Regions from separate parts of the Zea mays genome. Here region 1 is linked to region 2. A link is a contact called in public Hi-C data. All regions are on one chromosome and are shown on one strand. Each heading gives the region's core, a stretch centred on a gene start, on an enhancer-like site or on the middle of the called end of the contact. The rest is flanking DNA. Distances are from core to core; before and after follow the strand shown. Region 1 holds the start of LOC100273524. Region 2 holds the start of LOC100284924 (FIP1).

Evidence for each region. A called contact is a pair of places that touch in the nucleus more often than the background predicts.
Region 1: a contact with region 2 is called in a Hi-C map of ear, with 2.3 times the contacts expected there. The contact joins the promoter of LOC100273524 here to the promoter of LOC100284924 in region 2. A contact is called at or near these places in 3 of 25 Hi-C or Micro-C datasets (ear, leaf and tassel).

The regions. Positions count from the first base shown.
Region 1 is chr7:133,463,310-133,469,133 of Zm-B73-REFERENCE-NAM-5.0, reverse strand. LOC100273524 reads left to right here and starts at 1,402. Exons shown (of 4, transcript NM_001147942.2): 1 at 1,402-1,536; 2 at 2,927-3,063; 3 at 3,400-4,293; 4 at 4,377-5,354. The coding sequence starts at 2,959. The coding sequence ends at 5,291.
Region 2 is chr7:133,311,165-133,317,715 of Zm-B73-REFERENCE-NAM-5.0, reverse strand. It overlaps LOC100284924 (FIP1), which reads right to left and starts at 1,871. Exons shown (of 4, transcript NM_001157819.2): 1 at 1,543-1,871; 2 at 1,315-1,416; 3 at 924-1,201; 4 at 454-837. The coding sequence starts at 1,636. The coding sequence ends at 649.

The DNA.
Region 1 (5,824 bases), core at 153-2,652, 150 kb before region 2:
CGCGCTGCGCGCGCATTTAATGCACCGCAGGGAGCCGTTGGCGCCGCAGGGAGCCGTTGCTCCGCTGGCACACCGGACAGTCCGGTGCACACCGGACAGTCCGGTGAATTTTAGCGGAGCGGCTGCCGCGCGAACCCGAGGCTGGCGAGTTCCGGGGGCCGAGCTTCCTTGGAGCACCGGACATGTCCGGTGCACACCGGACAGTCCGGTGAATTATAGCGCGCCGGCTTCCGAGAAATCCCGAGGGTGAAGAGTTTGAGTCTGGGTCCCCTGGTGCACCGGACAGGTACTGTTCACTGTCCGGTGGCACACCGGACAGTCCGGTGCGCCAGACCAGGGGTGCCCTCGGTTGCCCCTTTGCTCCTTTATTGAATCCAAAACTTGGTCTTTTTATTGGCTGAGTGTGAACCTTTTTCACCTGTATAATCTATACACTTGGGCAAACTAGTTAGTCCAAAGATTTGTGTTGGGCAATTCAACCACCAAAATTATATAGGAACTAGGTGTAAGCCTAATTCCCTTTCACAATCCAGCTTTCACAAATTCGTAGCTTACAATCCACCTTTAAAATTTAGGGTGAATCCAAACACCACCTAAATCAGTTTCCTTCCTTGCTACTGTCTCCAGTAAATTACAAATAGCGGAGGGGATTGAATGTACTAAAATCACCTTACTATTTGTTGCTAAATAGGCCCTTAGTGTGCCTCCTGAAATATGAATCTTTCCTTATCGTTATTCCCTTGATCTAACCAGAAAGCCTTGCTTAGTTTTGTAGCTAGGCAATAGGCATCTCAATTGTCCTATTCTTGAAGAAAACTACTATCTCTTCCCTTCTCTCCTGTTTTTATTCGTTAAATCATAATTTTGGGCCTGCCTTGTTTTCTCTTTTATCAGATTTAAATGAGATTTACTTTAATTTTAGCCGTTTAATAGTGTCTTAGGACATCTGGCTGACTCAAATGGCCTATGGCTACAAGGTCGTTTCCGTCTAATTTAAAACAGTCAGTTTATATAATTTAAAACAGAGAGAATATTTAGCAAATGAAATCAATGGATATTTGCTTGCCTAGTTGATTTTTGAGGAGAGAGAAGAATAGCTTAACGTAACAATTACATCGTGGCCGTATAGAAGAAGCTAGTTGATTTTGAAGACAGAGAAAAATAGCTCAATTCAACAGTCAGTTGCCATATAAAAAGAAGCTGAAAGCTGAAGCCGGTGAGGGCTATACAAAGAAGCCCATACATTCATAACTTGGAAAGAAAATAACACTTTTCTTTTTGCAAAATACAAAAAAAAAATCCCTTGACCGGACAGGTCCTGTGGCGGTCTGGTCCCTGCCAGTCAGTGCTCATCCTTTGCCTTATCTTTTCGCATAGTCGCATTCACCCAGCGTGCGCTCTCTTTTGCTCTCTCTATCTCTCTCGTGGCAACGACTGCGCGAGCGCCGGCGCCTACGCCAGGTGCCCAGGCCTCCGTCGGTCATTTCGCCAGGCATTCGTCGCGGGCTCTTCGCCGGCGACGAGCACACCCACCAAGTAGGCACACCATTCTCTTCCCTTCCTTCTGCGAGAAACTCCGAACCGTGTCTTAAGCTACTTGTATTATGCCTACTAGATTCGATTTTTTTTTACAAAGAAAAGGCTTTACATGTGTAGCCCCATGTATTTTGCTGGGTCCGCCCCTGTCTATATATCATGTACATCGTATATCTCTGAACTTTGGACATTTGAGATGGACAGTGCGTCATCATATCCTTGTTCTAATCAATGGCTTATATAGACTAAGATAACCGTCAATCGATGACTAAAGGCATTTGGTTATATCTGATGCTTTTCAGTTCTGAATCCGAGCAGTGCTTCTCTACATACAGTCGCATCTCGCAGTGGCGGATGCAGAACAAAATTCTAGGTGGGGCCGATAGTGTATGAGACAAATCATCAGACTAGATCATAACTGTAGATTAATGATAATAACACGAATGTTAAATAATAATATCTAGTGTTTCCAAAAACGATATGAATACCAAAAAACCTTTTTGGCTATCTAAAGTAGAGCTAGAGAGAGAAAATAGGTGGACTGACTAAGGACGAGGCACTAGGGCAGAGCAGTTGCACCGGCGTGTCGTTCTGGAGAGTCATCAAATTTGTCGTGAGATGGCGTTGGTGAGAACGATATGCAGGAGGAGCGAGTGCAGGAGGCGAGGTAGCGATAGATGACGGTGACAGCAAGCGATAGCCATTGTCGTGTTGCGACGGCGCGGAGAGACCCTAATGAGTTAGCGAGGGACAGATGACGCCACGATCCCACCAACAGCTTGCCCATCTGCTAATGCGGACTAGGAGGCAAAATATCAATGTTGTGTGCAGGATCCCGACGAGTCGACGAGCTGATGGGTGATGAGAAGGCAAGGTGCGCTGCAGCGGGCGGGTTAGGTCATCGACTTACTGGTCAGTCGATGACTGAAGAAACGAGTGAGCCACGAGTGGGCTTGCGCTAGGGAAGAGAATCAAATGGCTTAGATAAAGAGTGGACTGAGTAGTGAAACGTCGATAGAAAAATAGATCAAAATCTAATTTTTATTAGATTTGTCCACGCTAACTATACAAAAGTTTATTTATTTTGCTGTGTACCTAAACCTAGGCATAAAGGATTAAAAAATTTGAGGTGGGGCCATGGCCCACCTTGCCCACCCCTTGCATCCGCCCCTGGCATCTCGCATGCCTTTTGAATTGCAAAATTGTACCTAGTCAAGGTTTCGATTTTCGAGAATAGGCTTCTATCTAAGATGTTCAGCACTCGTGGTCCATTTCAGTGCACTTATCAGTATCACAACATTATGTTGGACAGACAGATTCTCGTGACAGTGCCTTCCTGGTCGCCTTTCGTTGAAGTTACTGAATCTGAAATCTGACCATCATGAACCAGGTTGAGGATTGGTCCTTTACGAGCATGTTATAATGGGAGAGAACGGAGTTCAGCTGACACTGACCTCCACTTTGAAGAGCACAGGCAAGCCACGGATCAATGCGGACGGGCTGAATAATGGATCACATACTACCAAAGTAAGCATCGGAAAGCGTAGAGATATAGAGGTAGCGAAGTTTTTCTTCGGTCATCACTAGCTTGTCTCACATTGCAAAGCTCTCCCTAATATGCAAAAAGAAACCATTTTCCAAAGCAAGGACTGAGCTGAATATATCATATATTTTTGGTACTTAATATACTAAAAACAGGTTTGCTGAGCATCAGAATTGGTTCCTAGCTTGGTCTAGGCGCACAAATAAATATGGGAAAACAATCAACATATAAAATTCAAATAATTTGAATTGTCCTTTTATTCTTGACCACTGTTCTCTGTTCTCTCCCACCTCATTTCCGAAGAATTCCTTATGTTTCAGGAGAAGCATGAACACGGTGGCACTTTCCAACCATCAAAAGGCCAGAAGCAGCAGCTGTGCACAACATGTGCAAAAGGGCATACTTGTCAATCGGTCATCAACCGGACAAGACAAATGCGAGCTCTAATCGACTCAAAGAAGCCTTACCAAGCACACTCTGTATTCAAGCACTTAATGGATGAGGGGCACAAGCCTTCATTGGTCACATACACAATTCTACTGACCGCCCTGACGAACCAGAGGATGTTTGAGTCGATTCCATCACTGCTTGCTGAAGTTGAACTAGCTGGAGTTAGGCCAGACTCCATCTTCTTCAATGCCTTGATAAATGCGTTTGTTGAGGCGAAGCGGATGGGCGAAGCGATAAACACATTCTGGAAAATGAAACATTCTGGCTGCCACCCAACTACAAGCACCTTCAACACACTGATAAAAGGTTATGGCATTGTAGGCAAACCCGAAGAATCACAGCGCGTCTTCGACATGATGGGCGTTGAAGGATCAGTCAGGCCTAACCTCACAACATACAACATTCTTGTGAAGGCATGGTGTGATCACAGAAATCTTGAGGAGGCCTGGGGTGTTGTGGGCAAAATGCAAGCAGGTGGTTTTGAGCCTGATATTGTAACTTACAATACCATAGCCAGTGCATATGCCAATAATGACGAGACATGGAGAGCAGAAGAGCTCATTGTGGAGATTCAGACTAGAGTGCGCACCAGTGAGCGAACATGGGGCATAATCATTGGTGGTTATTGCCGGGAGGGCAGGTTGGAGGAAGCATTACGATGCGTCCAGCAAATGAAGGATGCAGGAAGTGTTCCTAACGTCGTCATCTTCAACACACTGCTGAAGGGCTTTCTTGATGCAAATGACATGGCTGCTGTCAATAAGGTGAGTTCAGGAGAAACGTTCCACTTTTGTTCATGTACATGCTAGGAAAATAGATTATCTAATTTTGTGTCCATGTGATGCAGATCCTGGGTCTGATGGAGAAATTTGGCATCAAACCTGACATCGTTACCTACAGTCACCAGTTGAACACATTCAGCTCGCTGGGCCACATGGCTAAATGCATGCATGTATTTGACAAAATGATCGAAGCAGGAATTGAGCCAGATCCTCAGGTATACAGCATTCTCGCCAAAGGATTTGTTCGTGCTCAGCAGCCTGAGAAAGCAGAAGACCTTCTGTTGCAAATGAGCCATCTTGGTCTCTGCCCAAATGTCGTCACTTTCACCACTGTCATTAGCGGGTGGTGCAGCGTGGCCGACATGGAGAGTGCCATGAGAGTCTATGACAAGATGTGCAAGTCAGGCGTCTATCCCAATCTCAGGACATTTGAGACTCTGATCTGGGGCTACAGCGAACAGAAGCAGCCATGGAAAGCTGAGGAAGTCCTTCAGATGATGCGGGAGACTGGTGTCAAGCCGAAGCAAAGCACCTACTGTCTCATTGCTGATGCATGGAAGGCTGTTGGTTTGACTGAGAACATCAACAACTCAAATGGTTCCCCCAATGGTCCTTATGCAATCGAGAAATTGGATCATTCAAATGACAATTGCAACGTGCGAATATCAGAAGACAATAATAACAAGCTGCAGTTTTTTGATGAAAGTAATGGGCGTGCAATGAATGGCCGTTCACGTTCCAGTTTTCTTCAGATAACAAATGCACTAGGCAGCAGTGGTATAGTTTCTGCCAAGGTCATGAAGGCTGGAGAATTTCCATCTGAAAGACTGAAGGCTATCAAAAACACATCCTTTCCACAAGGATTTCAATTGTTGCATCTCGAGTTTTGTAGGAAGCAGCTTCGGAAGAATGGTGGATTCTGTAGTCAGAGCATCAACTCATTCAAAATGGGTTTCTCTAGCAGAGGATGCATTTATTAATTCGATGTACACATTGGGCTGAAACTTAAACAAAAACAAATCTCGGTGTTCCAAGTCTCCGCCTATGATGCGGGCCATTTTTATGATTCAGACGCAGTTCCTGCAGTGTCAAGCATTTCAAACGTTTAAAAAAAATTCCACAAGCAGTTTCAAAATACGTGCTGTTTAAATGCAATAGAAACTGATAAGACTACACACATGTCTAAAAATAGGGACATTGAACCGCTATAAGTTTGGCGGAGGCCATTATCAAGGCAGCTCAATTGGCAACCACCTCTACGGTACCGTTACTATAAATCAAATTTGTAGCAGCAACGTTGGCTATAAGCTGTTAAAATTTTGCCGTGAGCTATGAACTGTAGAGAAACAGTAAGTTGTTTGTATGAAACAAGCATAAAATCCACTCCTCTATTCGTCCATTTCGAAAAGAAAAAGGAAAAAAAATGCCAAAACAACATGTAAGGTCCAAAACTAAACTATACGAAAGCTATCGCTTGCGAAAAGCAAATTTAGGTTTTGTATGTTTGGTTGGC
Region 2 (6,551 bases), core at 622-3,121:
CCGTGGCAACTCACGGACATGTACCTAGTTTACAATATAAGTTAGATAGTTATAAAGGTGATTGGTTGGACTTATATGGATTTCGTGTTCCTATCAATGGTATTCATTTTTTGTCTTCAAAGGATGAGCAGAAAGATTAAGGATTAATTAGCTGGTTCTAAGTGTTGATAAAGTTAATGAAGACATAGATTAGCTACATGATCTTTTCTTTTGGTCATACTAGAAATGAGGAAATGGATTGTTAGCATGACCTAAAAAAGTCTAGTGATGAGTGGTGGTACTGATGCACACATATGAAATCTAGTAGTAATTATATTTATTAATGCCCTATATAAGTTTGAGATCAAATCCAACACAAAAGAGCGTCTAAAATAGATGTGTTGATGATGTTGCAGGTGATCATCAAAGCCATCGCCATGGATAACCATGGTCTTCTCTGAAATCTGAATAAAATGATTGGACTGTTCTCTCGCTGACAATGGCAACCAAATCAAAAAAATGTCATACAAATCCGCACACGCACAACACGATGCAAACACTAGCACCGCAACACACACAGAGAGCGGGTACACAATCGCTCTGTTCGATCAATCAGTTCTGGCGAGCACGTACAAGACAACACTGTCCATTGCATTGAGGTCCTCCATGTCACGCCTGCAGGTTGCGGAACCCGCTCAGCGCTTCCTGCAGGTGCGCAACCGCGCCGTCGTAGTTGACGAAGCCCATGAACCAGAACTCGTGACTGTCCACCGACACCAGCTGGATGAACTTCTCCGCGGGCTTGGTCTTGTTGGCCGACGGGCTCGCCGCCCGCAGCCGTTGAAGAGGAATCGCCACCTGCGGCGTCGTCAGCTCGACTTTGCAGCACACGGGAGCGCGCGTGGGTGGGGGCTGTGATGTGTTGAGAGTGGGTTCTCGCTTACCTTGTAGTGGGTCCACTCCGTTCTGTCGCCGCCGGAAGCCTCGTAGGACAGCGGGCTGTCGCTGCAGAAGGCGACCCTGGCCGTGGACAGGTACAGGACGCCCATCACCGGGCCGGCGGCCGTGGAGAGGTAGCAAGCGTAGGACTTGCGCAGCTGCTCGTCGGGCGGGGCGCTGAAGGCCTGGCGGAATATCCTGTCGTGGCCGCCCTCCGCCAGCACCTTGGTCCCCTGCGCGATCCTCCCCACCGCGGCCTCCGCGATGCTCGGCGCCGTCCTCACTGCCCAGGAAATCAGTTGCGATCAGTTCCACAAATCACAAAGCTTACACCAGTCTGATCGGCGATGGTGTATATAGTTAGAGAGAGTTGATGAACAGAGCAGAGTCGCCCACAGTGCTGCCATGTGTTGCGCGACAGGCCCTCGGCCTTCCTGGTCGCCTCCCCGACCTTCCGCCCCCACCGCGACAGCGCATTCTTCACCGTCTCCTTCGTGCCTGCGCGCGCGCGGAACAACCGATCGAGAGAGAGAGAAAAAAAAGAAACGTCAGGGATAAGCGTCGGGCAGCAGGGAAGAATACATATAGTTCAGGTGACTTGTGGCACCGCCACCGCGCACGGACTCTTGGTCGACGGCTGCACGGGCGAAGGCATCGCGTAAGGGCCGGCGGCGTCCGTGGCCGGCGCCGGCGACCAGCTTCTCGCGTCCCGCTGCATCGCTCACACGCAGGGAACTGATTGGAATGTCCCCCACTCCCCCTGTTGTGACTCTTGTGTGCCCACACTTCAGTTCCGATCCCCGGCCGGCCGGCCGGCCCCGTTCCCTCGCGCGTATCGAAATGGTGGTTGCTTCAGGCTTCAGCTCGACGGATATGGCATGGCAACAGGCCAACAGCGCAGCTACGGGCTAGCAGTCGACCAGTCGCGTTGGTCAGGCATACTACTCCACTCCACTAATTGCTGATCGCGACGGCGACGAGCCGACGAGGCACCTACCCTACCCGCCAGTCTCCGCACCGTTTCAGTTGCACCGACTCCTGTATCCGTGCGATCGGGTTGGGTGGGACGGCGTGTCGGAGTCGGCAACCCATAGCGGACGATGCCACGTGACGCGGGCGCAGCTCCAGCTAGCTGCAGCGGCCCCGGCCGGACACGGCACGGCTCCTTGTATAAAAAAGGGGTCGGCGCCGGTCGAGATGAACGCAACGTTGCGGAGAGCGGACAGCGCCACCGGTCCCTTTGTCCGCGTCACGCTAGGCGACTTTGGCCAAGTTCCAGGTCGAGGAAGGGACGAAGCCACCGTTTCGGTGCCATGCGTGCGCGCTGCGCTGGTGTTGTTTTCAGGCACAAAATTACGCGTACATAGACGATGTCACGTTATTTCGATACTCAATTTAACTGTTACGAGCTGCCTGGACGGAAGATATATTGTAGTGGAAGGCTTAGCATGAATTAAAGCTTCAGAGTTCAGCGTATTCAGGTAGTTACAACTTACAGCACCGTTCACTGGGCCACACAACACACCCACTCACGGCACGGCATCTATCTTCCGGCCCAAACTCTATTCACAACTCCAAAGCTGCATTTATTTAGAGGGTGTTTGAATGCACTAGAGCTAATAGTTATTGGCTAAAAAATTTCTAGTAAAATTAGCTAGCTAACAAATATTTAGCAAACTATTAGCTAATTTACTAAAAATAGCTATTAGTTGAACTATTAGCTAGACTGTTTAGATGTCGTCAGCTAATTTTAACAGCTAACTATTATCTCTAGTGCATTCAAACACTCCCTTAGTTCTGAACTTCTGATCAGCCTCCACAGCCGTGTGTGTTTAGACATTCGTCCCCTTTAACAGCCAGCTTGCATCTGGTGCTGATGGAAAGAGCTGTTAGAATTAAATAGCCTCAAACAGGAACTTAGATACGCTTAGCTAAACACTAAAACACCTACTCACTCCGTCCAATTACATATTATAGTAGTTCAAGTCAGGATAAATCTAGTAACTTCAAATTTATGTTAAAAAATCTTATAAAACATATGATATAAATCGGTCAAAGTTGATGATAATTTACTTAGTATAAATCTAAAACGACTAATTCATGTGGACAGAGGGAGTGGGTCATAGAAGATTATGATTTCGAAGTTTGTACTTTCATTTGGGGCACAGATGTCAAGATGGCCTGGCTCGATATTATAACGAGTTAGCACTACAATTCGGCTCGATATAACAATGAGCTAGAAGACTTGCCAGGCTCGGCTCCTTAGGTAACTTGAACCAGCTCGATTGGCTCACGAGCTACACCAAAAGTACATCTAACAACATTGTAAATCAATCTATCAACTCTTTGTCCATCAGGTATTGACGTATAAAATTTTCACTAAGCATTACATATTTGCACTAAGGCTAGCAGCAAGTAACCACAATCACAAAAAGTCAACGTTCTAAAAACACAATGCAAGCATGCAACTAGGCAAGACTGCAACAATGCAACTGCAACCATGCTATCAAATATACAGTGATGCACCAGATCTCACACCTAATCCCACATCGGATACGATACTCAGATATGCAATCGAGCCGGCTATAACTCGTCGGACAAGTCCGGTGTCACACAGGTAAACGCACCTGATACCCAGGGCTCAACGGTTGACAATGGCTAGCTAACGTGAAACTTACTAAACAAGTCCATCGTGCCACCTAATATGTCTGATGCTGCACAGCAAAGTCTGCTAAGTTCCAATAACTCTAATTGAGTGGGGAGGCTAAATACCACCCAGCCGGTTATTTCTCAAGAGTAGGACGTGAGAAACATAGCAAGATAGTTGTTACTCTAATCCTTTAGGTGTAGAGATCCAAGTGGTAAAAATCACTCGAAGATTAGCATTGGCATAGGTATTTTTGCGAAGTGCTTAGGTTAGTTAGACCGTCATTGTAGTGCTTGCTCTAGGATATCCCTCAATCCCTTGATTCTTGTGCGCACAATTGTATTGTATCGAGTGGGCTATATCTCGTGAGATCACAACAACTATATTTATAGTTTAGTTGCCACCATTATGTTTTAGGCAAAAGCTCGATAGTGAAGATATCGGGGAGCACAATTGAAAAATAGAGACTTAGATTAATATGAAAAACAGTTATCCTAATTTATCCTCTATTAGATGTCACTGTTGGGGACGGATATCCCCGGGTCCACCGGAAGGATAAAAGACCTCACGAAAGGCCCGTAGGCCCAATAATTCGCAAGGTCATCCCTTCGTGGGCCTGGGGAGGAACGTCTAGTGAAGTGGATTGACACAAGACCGGATTGACGCGAGCCCAGACGACCCGATAAATTTGAGCAATGATCGCAACAGTGATCCGACCTTCCCGTGCAGTGCCCTCATACATCGGAACTGAATAAGGGATAGGTCGGCGGAATTATAGGAAGATAGGCTCAGTTGGTTCACTATTACTTAGGCTCACGTTGTTATCATATCCACATGTAACGCCCCACGGTCGAGTATATAAGGCCTACGAGGCATCCCCTCAAAAGCATCTCGCTACTTAGCCATCCATCCAGTTCTCTAATATCCTTAGCATTAGAGAATCTCCTTGTAACTCACCACACAAAGTACTCACGCCAGGACGTAGGGTGTTACGCATCTCAAAGCGGCCCGAACCTGTACAAAATCGTCCAATGTCTCTCGTGCATCTAGCGCGAACCATCGAGCTACAGTCGGTAACACCGTCCTACTCCAAAAAGCACCTCGAGGGGCAACCCCGGGTGCGCGGTCGGACCCAAAACATCGACAGCTGGCGCGCCAGGTAGGGGGTGTGTCACTGATCCAAGCTAGCTCAATGGCCGTCACTTTCCAGCACAAGATCGTCCTCCGCCCCGGTCCGTGTTCTGCTTCGGAACCATTTTGTCCGTAGCAGATGAAGAAGGAACTCTACATCGCATCGCGGATCCGCCGGAGAGAAAGTCTTCCTAAAAAATCTCCGGAAAAATCGGAGCGAAGCAGGAAAAAGCGCAACCTCCATCACTCCGAGCAAGGACCACCTTCAGCAAGCTAGGAGCCAAGGGTCCATCTACCCGGAGATCTCCGCTGTCCACCTCTCCGACGGAAAAATGGACACGGATCACAAGGAAAAAGGAGGTGAACAAGGTAAAGGATTGTCAAACTGCTCTTTCGGTGCCTCCGTCCTCAAAGGAGAATGGAAAGAAGCTCGTCACAGCGGCGATTCCATTCTACCCCGACGTCCTCTTCATCGGGAGAGTGGAGTCGCCCCACGTCTCCGACGATGAACCAATTGCGCCCGGGGAACCTCCTCAGCGGGAATCCCGCCGACGAAGGAACCGACGCCGAAATATTCGGCGACATCACAAGGCCGGAGAGCGGGACCCGGCGCAGCCCGTATCACGAGATGAGGTCTCGGAGATAGGAGAAACTCCAGAAGAACGGGTCTTCAGGGAAAGGAGGAATTCCCGACGACGTGACTAGGGATGAAAACGGGACGGGTACCTGGAACGTGTATCGGATACGGGTACCAAAACGGGACGCAATTTCGGATACGGATTCGGGTATTTTGTTTGTCGGGATGGATACGGGTATTACCCGGATATTGAACCTCGGATACGGGTAGGATACGGAATCACTAATACCCGGTCAGTACCCGAAAATCCCGGGTCGGATACGGGTACCCGGAATTCGGGTACCCGTTTTTCTTTTTTTCATAATATAGTTATAAAATCATAACTTTTACATATGAAATCGGATGAAGATAAAGTTTATATGAAAATTGTAGAGCTTGAAGAGATCTATGACTTTGTAATACATCAATTTTTTTGTTTAAACAATAGTTTAATGATTTAATTGTATTTTGATGATTTTTTATGACAAGAAATTAATAATACATAAATAGCCTCAAAAAATTGTGAAATTTTACGGAGATACAACATATGTCCATATGTAACCATAAAAAATGTTTGGATCATAAGATCTATAAGATGCCCACGTTTCTTTCCTTTCACTTTCACTTATTTGTATGAGTTACATGTGAAATTAGTGTAAGTATCCAAGTTTCAACATAATCAGTACTTCACTTTATCATTTTTATACGAGGACTTGAGTTATCTTCATATAAAATGTTTATTAGTTTTTGTAACTTATTTGCAAATTTTTAGTGAAACTAGAATATTTTATGAATTTTAAATATTGCGGTGTTGGTTCTACAATGTCCTTGTGATAAGCAACTTTGAACTGCATGATGTCAATTTTACCGGTTTCCTTTCTTACATCTGATCTATTATATACATGATTATGTATTGGTTAACTTATGGATGGTTGGACAATTAATATCATCGGATGAACTACCCGACAATTATCCGGTACCTACCCGAGTAGTATCCGTTATCCGTTTCTTACCCGTCCGGATTATTACCCGGTCCTGTCCTGTATCCGTCCCGAATCTTAACTACCCATATCCGGTTCTGTATCCGAGAGAAATACATTAGGGTAGGATACGTGATGACCATGTATCCGGCTGTATCCGTCCCGCTTTCATCCCTAGACGTGACCGTCGGCAAGCTCAAGAGCAGGCTGAGCAGGAAGCGAGGCAACACCGAGAGAATCCACTTTTCGGACGCAACCT